Regions from separate parts of the Zea mays genome. Here region 2 is linked to region 1. The links are chromatin contacts, called in public Hi-C maps. All regions are on one chromosome and are shown on one strand. The core of a region is the stretch at or near the end of the contact, and the rest is flanking DNA. Distances in the headings are between cores, read along the strand shown. Region 1 has its middle 32 kb from the start of LOC103645359. Region 2 holds the start of LOC100279895.

Region 1 (3,917 bases), core at 315-2,814:
GGCGCGCATTTAATGTTGTAGCAGGTGACTGTTGACGCGGAATAACCGTTGCTCCGCCGGCTCACCGGACAGTCCGGTGTGCACCGGACATGTCCGGTGAATTATAGCGGAGCGGAAATCCGAAGCTGGCGAGTTCAGAGTCGCTCTTCCCTAGAGCACCGGACACTGTCCGGTGTAGCACCGGACAGTCCGGTGAATTATAGCGAAGCGCCTCTGAGAATTCCCGAAGGTGTGAAGTTCAGCTTGAAGTCCCCTGGTGCACCGGACACTGTCCGGTGGTGCACCGGACACTGTCCGGTGCGCCAGACCAGGGCACACTTCGGTTATCCCTTGCTCACTTTGTTGAACCCTTTTCTTGGTCTTTTTATTGGCTTAGTGTGAACCTTTGGCACCTGTATAACTTATACACTAGAGCAAATTAGTTAGTCTAATTATTTGTGTTGGGCAATTCAATCACCAAAATCATTTAGGAAATAGGTGTAAGCCTAATTCCCTTTCACTCGACGCGACCCGCCGTGTTGCGCTCTACTAGTGATCTGTGCACTTAGGCCTAGTCTGATAGGCCATGAATGCACCGTGCGTAGATGACGGGCGGACCATAAATGCGCCATAGTCCGAGGGACTCATAGGTCATGAGTGGTATGCGGTACGAGGGAGTTCATAGGTCATAAGTGAGAAGCATAACGGTGCCTGCGCTGTGGGTCAGTGTCAGGCGTGGTTCATGCGGCTAGGTATTCACGGCAGGTCAGTCTGTGGCCAGGCGCGGGATCCACTCGATGGCTTGTCCGCTGCGGCTTGTTGCGACTTTGGCTTCTACAGTATTTTGGCTCTATAAATTGCAGCTGCAGCAGTCCGAACATCTGCAGCAGCTACGCTTGCCAGCCAGCCGAACAAGCCGCCCGACCCTCTTGTCAGGTTCCGGCATGTTCGACCACGGACTCGGTGCCGCGGGGTTCGATCGAAGGCGGATTCTTTTAGGGTTGACGTATCCACCTCTTCAAGCTGACTAATGGGCCCCAACGACCAGGTGTTTTTCCATCAGTGGGTACCGGGGATCATGAATCATTTCCTAGATAAAAAATAAGTATTGCTAATACTTTGGATAATGTAATTAAATTTAATAAATTTTAACCATTAGGAATCTCGTAGAGATGCTGTTTGACCGAGGGAGTAGTAATGAAATATAAATTTTATTTTTGTTTAGAACGATATATATAAGTGTAGAAACTGTGTCGTTATTTTTTTTGGGGGTTGTGCTGTCCTTGCGCCCGTGGATGCTGACGGTCCGTTTGAACTTGCCGACTTCGCCTTTAAATACGGAGGTCTTATTTTTTCCTAGCCGTTCCTGTTCCTGCGGCGAACTTGTCCGTCCCCGCACGTCGGCAACGCGGCCCGCCCGGAGCCGCAAAGCCGCGGCATGCATGCGCTGGGGCCCGCGCGCCGCGTGTCGTCCGCTGCTCTCCCACGCGCCGGCGGCCGGATCCGCGGCGGCTCCGATCCCGGCGCGGGGGAAACTCGGGGTTCTCCTTCTCCAATCTCCAGGCTCCACACGTCGTGCTGACGGTTGTCCGGGTTGCCCGAGGCGGGACGTGGCGACGCTGGCGGCCCGCAACGTGCACCATGGACGCACGCCTGTGGTGCTGGTGCGAACCGGTTAATGGCCGACCAACCAGCAGATACCGGGCAGATTCGCAGATGCGATGCCCTGAGTATTCTCGCACCCGCGGTCTGGCGCGTGGCGTCTGGGTCTGGCTGAAATTTCACCGAGAGCCCCGACAAGCAACGTCGCTGGTGCACCCCCATCCACCGCGCGAAGGGAAACGACGAAAGGCCAGCATCGGAAGAACTCGGAGTGAAGTGACATGGTAAAGAAAAAAAAAGCTAAAATTAATTACGTGAAGTTGTTCTCTCTAAATTCACGTTTACAACCATCTATCCAGCAAAATATATATGTTTTTATATAACCTATATTTATACCACCGTTGTAACGTATGAGTATTTTTTGCTAGTATTTATAAATTTCGCTGTTTGAATGAGTTTAGCTATTGAGGTTTTAGGGTTACTGGAAAAAGGGATGGCACGGGGACGGCGGTGCTGTTGTTGAATCGTTCTCAAGGCTAGTGTCTGACGTTTACTGCATGATGAAAGATTATTTCCGGACATGCGCTGAACATCACTTTAGCTGACTTTATTTTACAGCTTTACAAAAAGACAGGGACGATGATTACGAAACGTCTGAATAAATAACCAAAAGTACAATAATCTAGAGCGGCATTAGAGTAGAGTCCAGATCATCCCGGCGGCCACGGGCGCGTGCACATGTGGACAGGAACACGGCGTGCCGCGTGCGCTCTTTGATCACAATTTCCAATAGCATACTGTAATACAGCGATTCCATTTCGTCACTTGGTACGGGGTGAACGGATCGGCACCTACTTGCCGTGTTCGATCCTTTTGTCCCCTTTGCTTCTAGTGTTTCGTCCTTGGCTTGTATTTAGTTGAAGAATATATATGGTCGTTCCTAACAAGTGGAGCCCGTCCGTCATCCAATCTATGGTGGTGTTTGGTCCGCTGAAATGTAACACAAACGGTTTATATAGGGTAATGGATACTGTCGGATAGGAAATCCTCGGCCGGGTGGCGGAGTGCACCCGCCCTAAATCCTAAGATGAGGAGGGGCTTAGGCGTTTTGCTTGATCGTTGGAGTGAGGAGGAAGAACTCAGGAACACACAAGGGTTTAGAGTGGTTCAGGCCGCCGGAACGTAATACCCTACTCCACTGTGAGTTGTATTGCTCGAGAGCTTGTATGAGCTTAGCGAGTCTGAGACTGCGTGTGTGTAACGTCGCGTGCCCCCTTTATAGTCGAGGGGGGACATGTACAAAGAGACCCTGAACCCCGACATGCGGGCCCAGAGACATAAGGGTGGAACACCCGGAGCAACTAGTGTCGGTCACCTTGCGCTATCTCCCTGTGCCTTGACATCCACTGCCTGAGTAGAATTGGCGTGCTGCCCAAGGTTCCTTGGTATGGACCAAGTTATGATGACCACTGCACGCATGCGGCGGTGCGGGCGTACTGCCCACTGCTTTGATTGGCCAGGTATGCCGCCCGACCTGGTCGACGCCTGCCACCAGAGTGGACGGGGCGCATTAAATGCCGAGTGGGCACTTCGCCTGTGAGCAGGGCGGTCAGGCGGCGCGCGATCTCCGCAATAAATGCAGAGATCGCACGGGCCCGAAACCTTACGTCAGGCCGTGCTCTCCGGCTTTCGTCACGGGCCATAGACACGTGGCAGCATCGGGTTTCCGCCCAGGCGGGGAGAGTAGGCGTGCCTGACAAAATCTCGACAAGTGTCTGTGCCGGACCCCTATACGCCCCCGACTTAAGCCACGATATTCCCCGTCCCGAGATCTCGTTGTGGACGGTCCGGACCTCACCTAGAGGGGTCCGGGTTCCGTCTTAGGTGAACACTAAGATCCCAATTAGGTGTGTTGGGGTCCGGTGTTCCCTTACGAGGGTCCGGATCCTGGTGGCCTCAAAGATTGCCCCCGTGGAGGGGTGAGGCGTGGTTTACTGCGCCTCCTTACTATAGTAAGGGGTACCCCTATTCCAGGGTACCGACAGTGGCCCCCGGGCCCTCCTCAAGGGAGGCTACGACCCTGTAGGTGGGGCCAAAGCCTGGCTGACGTGCCATTTCCTGGCACTTGCTGACGCAATGGTTGCCAATCTATCTTCAGTCGTGCTGTCTGCCCCGTTTGTTCCCATAGCAGGCAGGTAAGTGGCCCCCGCCTCCGCCAATTTCGTCGGGCTGCGCGCGGGGCGTCTTATTGCCGCCGCCTCAAAAATATCTTTTTGCGGCCCCTAGGTGACGTGCGGTCGTGCGTGACGGTTTGCTTCCGGGGAGGGATGGCCCGT
Region 2 (3,646 bases), core at 18-2,517, 82 kb after region 1:
TTAAATCAAGAGGCCCGAATCTATCTTAATTTTCATGTCTCCTATGTCATACCTTTAGTTTTTGATCTCGTGATCTATCTCAATTCATTATCGAAAAATTCTCCATAAACAGTATGTTAATTTTGATTGTGCCATTCAGAGAGCTATGTTCCAGAAATATATTTTCAACACAAATTTTCATCAGTAGTATCTCCACATTATACATTAGTAGATTAATTAACAACGTGATTACGCACCTCGAACCGGTAGGTCTGTTTGGTTGATGTTGTGGCTGTGGAAAAAACTGATGTAGGCTGTAAACTGTGAAAAAACTGTTGTGTGATGTGAGCTATTAAAAATCCTAAAATCGTTTGGTACCATCAAAAGCCGCTAGAAGCAGGTCCAGAGTTGCTTTCAGTTTTACAATACGAGAAAGTCGGATTTTAGGAAAAAGTTGTTTATTGGATCCATTCCTTTAGTTTAGCTTTTGGCTTTTATGGAACAAAAGCCAAACCAAACACACTCCAAGGGTCTGTTTGGTTGGGTTGTGACTGTGAAAAAAGTTGTTGTTGCCTGTGAGCTATAAAAAAAGCTTATATGGGGTGTGATCTATTAAAAAGTTAAAAATTATTTGGTGGAATCTCTAAAGCCGCTAAAAGTTCTTACATTTATATTTTCTCAGTTTATTCAAAAGCTACTAAAAGTAGGTCTAGAGGTGCTTTCATGTTTGTCCTACGAAAAAGTCGTGTTTTAGGGCTAGATTGGGAACCCTATTTTTCAAAAAAAAATTTATTTTCTAAAAAAAACAGTTCATTTTCGTTTGTGGAAATGAATCCTTAAAAATGTTAATTTCTGGTTGCAGTCCTTTAGTTTATTTTTGGTTTTTAAAGGACAAAAACCAAAGAAAAAGCCAAACCAAACACTCAATTCGGTCTCTAAAAGCAAAACCGATCCGCACCGCACAAAATTGTTGCAGTCCTCGCTAAAAGCATAAAAAAGGATTCCGATTCGCTATTCCGTACCGTGTAGTAGCATTCAGCACCGATTCTAGCGTAGTCTACGAGCCAGGCCGGCGTCCCCCAAAATCACCGGCAGGTTTTCCTCGGTTCCCGTTACGTATGTGGACACCTGAACTCAACGCAAAGACCACGAACTGCCGTCAGAGAAGACGCTAGTAAACCGCCCGCCGCCCCAACTCACGAATCGGCACCGCCACCCAACGGGGCTGGTAGAGTACTACTAGTAGTATCCATTCATACGCGCGTGGCCGGTAGGCGCTGTAACCACTTTCTTCTTCTCTTCCAGAAGGCCCAGCCCTCCACCCTCCGGGCACCAGTGCGTGCGCCGTCGACTTCCTCTCACCTTCTCGCTCCTCGAGAACGACTCCATAGCGCACCACACCAGCGCGGCGACAGACAGCCCGCGAGGAGAAAAGGTAGAAGAGGAGGGGCAGGGAGAGCCATACATACTCACCGGTTGGATTCGGTCCAATCCAATCCAGCCGGCCGCGGCGTGACCAGCCGATCCAGAGGGCGCCGAATCGATCTGCGGGGGCGGCGCGGCGATGCGGAGGGCTACCGCTGGGGATCCCGGTCGCCGCGGGGGATGCGCATGAGGGCGTCCGGCCCGCGAATCTTCTGGTTTGGCGGGAGCCCAGGGGGCGCGCACCCCGGATCGGCGGCGCGCGGCGCGGGCAGGATCGTGTCGGTGGGGCTGCGGCAGTGACCGCGGGCGCGGGGGAGGGTGAGAAGCGGCAACTAGCACTTCGAGTCGAGCGGGCGCGATGGTGAGCGGCCACATCTTCCACTGCCGGAAGAACTCGTGGCCGGCGGAGGAGTACGTCGGCCGGACCGCGCTGCAGCTGGTGAGCCCACTTTTTGGCTCCTGCGTCGGCGAATCCGTTCCGTTTCTCGTTTCGTGTTGACTGTTGCTTGCGGGGTGGTCTGACGTTTTGGAGCTTCCTTCGCTGCAGTTGGATTTCGATGGCGGGGCGCCGCCGGAGCAGGCGTGGCGGAGGCGGCTCAACAGCCACGCGAACATCCTCAAGGAGTTCAGTGTCACTTTCATGGAGGCAATGAGGATGGTATGGACGCCTCGGGGATCCGGTCCTCTGTGTTGGGTGTTTTAGGACATGTGCTTTTTCTATTCCTCTTCTAGTTCAAAGCTGTTGCCTTGTTGGTGCTGCCTGCTAAGTTCTGCTCCCGCAATTGCAGATGAGCCTTGGCCTGAGACTATGGTCGTATGTTCGGGAGGAGGCGTCACATGGACGGGTGACATCAGCTATCCTCCTATGCATGATTTTCTTCAGAACACAAATGGATCCAAAAACTGTGCTGACAGGGTGTGATCTGTTGTTGTGCTTGCAGAAAGCACCGATCGATCCGTTCACAAAAGAGCGCTGTAAACCGTCAGCTTCCCAGGGTGTGCCACTTGGTGGGATGGGGTGTGTGCTAATGCCATTGCTTATCTGAACTTCATATATCGATGCATTCTGGAGAACTTTGCCTTCATATCAGCAGTATCGGTTTTTACAGGAGCGGAAGCATTTCGAGAGGTTTCAGGGGAGAGTTCAAGAATTGGCACATCATACCTGGTCTTTGTGAAAGTTCGCCGGTCATGGAGAACCAGTTCTCTGTAATGTTTCTATCTTATCATGCTGTTTCTATTAGACTTTGGTTTGCTGTATGATGTATGTGTGCAATGCTTTATGTACTCTTGAAGCTTGATGTGTATGATGATATGTCCTTTTGAGCACTATAGATGTTTGAAGTATCACTTAAACAAACACATTTTAAGTTCCATGTGCAAATGAGTTATTATATTTTATATAACTATGTGATCAATGCATTTTTTTGGGAGTTCGATAAGATGATATTTCTTTGCTAAGATGGCATAACACTGCCTTTTCTGAATGGTTGCATGCAACCAAGGTTATGATGTCTGGGAAGGTTACTTAATCTTCACAGTTGGCACTTGCTGGTGGGCTGGTTACACTTTTTTCCACTGATATATGAAGTATGGTTGATAGGGGCATTTTTTTTGTCAAGCTATGCATACATTCTATAACGCATTTCGTTTCTTTAGTTGGTGCAATAACTTTAGATTGTTCTTCTTTCATGTACCTGCCTTCGCCCTTTGTAATGCATTTCGTTTCTTTAGCCAGCACAATAACTTTAGACATACCTATTCTAATGTCTTTAAACACTTCATTAAGTTCTTATAATTGATTATATTTCAGGTAGATTACAATTTTACACCTAGCGCCGCAAATTTTTGCAGTATTTTGGCCTTAGTTTTACTATTAAGGCTCAACCTTTGAACAGTTAAATATACTGCTTTTCCAGATATTTGTATCTCGAGACGGGGGTAATAAGAAATACTCATCAGTTTTGGCTCCTGGACATCATGAAGGTCTGAAGTAAGTCACCCATCCTGTTATGTGTGCTTAAAGCTTGCCATCTTATGAGCAGATTATCATGTTAAAATCATACACAAAAACATTTGCTCAAAGTTACTGTTTACTTTATGTCCTGTGCCTACCCTTTTCAATTTGCCTGTTTCTCTTTTTTCCATATTTACCTCTTGAGATCTATATATACGGAACAACTTTTATCTGTATCAATATATTTTGTTATAGTTCTGCCAACTTGGCGATTGAAGGTCAATA

What was found. Hi-C and Micro-C count contacts between places; a contact is called where the count stands out from the background.
Region 2: a contact with region 1 is called in a Hi-C map of ear, with 2.3 times the contacts expected there. The contact joins the promoter of LOC100279895 here to the enhancer-like site in region 1. A contact is called at or near these places in 7 of 25 Hi-C or Micro-C datasets (bundle sheath, ear, endosperm and 2 more) and 1 of 3 datasets of contacts at active chromatin or transcription factors (seedling).

The regions. Positions count from the first base shown.
Region 1 is chr1:238,262,792-238,266,708 of Zm-B73-REFERENCE-NAM-5.0, forward strand. No RefSeq gene overlaps it. Among protein-coding and RNA genes, the nearest start is that of LOC103645359, 32 kb to the left of the region's middle. Within about 2 kb of position 1,565, at least 18 of the 20 cell types and tissues checked have an H3K27ac peak or open chromatin away from gene starts, as enhancers often do. A contact at or near this core is called in bundle sheath, ear, endosperm and 3 more, where this site is marked.
Region 2 is chr1:238,345,088-238,348,733 of Zm-B73-REFERENCE-NAM-5.0, forward strand. It overlaps LOC100279895, which reads left to right and starts at 1,268. Exons shown (of 18, transcript NM_001361000.2): 1 at 1,268-1,843; 2 at 1,952-2,062; 3 at 2,193-2,249; 4 at 2,346-2,422; 5 at 2,514-2,613; 6 at 3,324-3,397. The coding sequence starts at 1,763.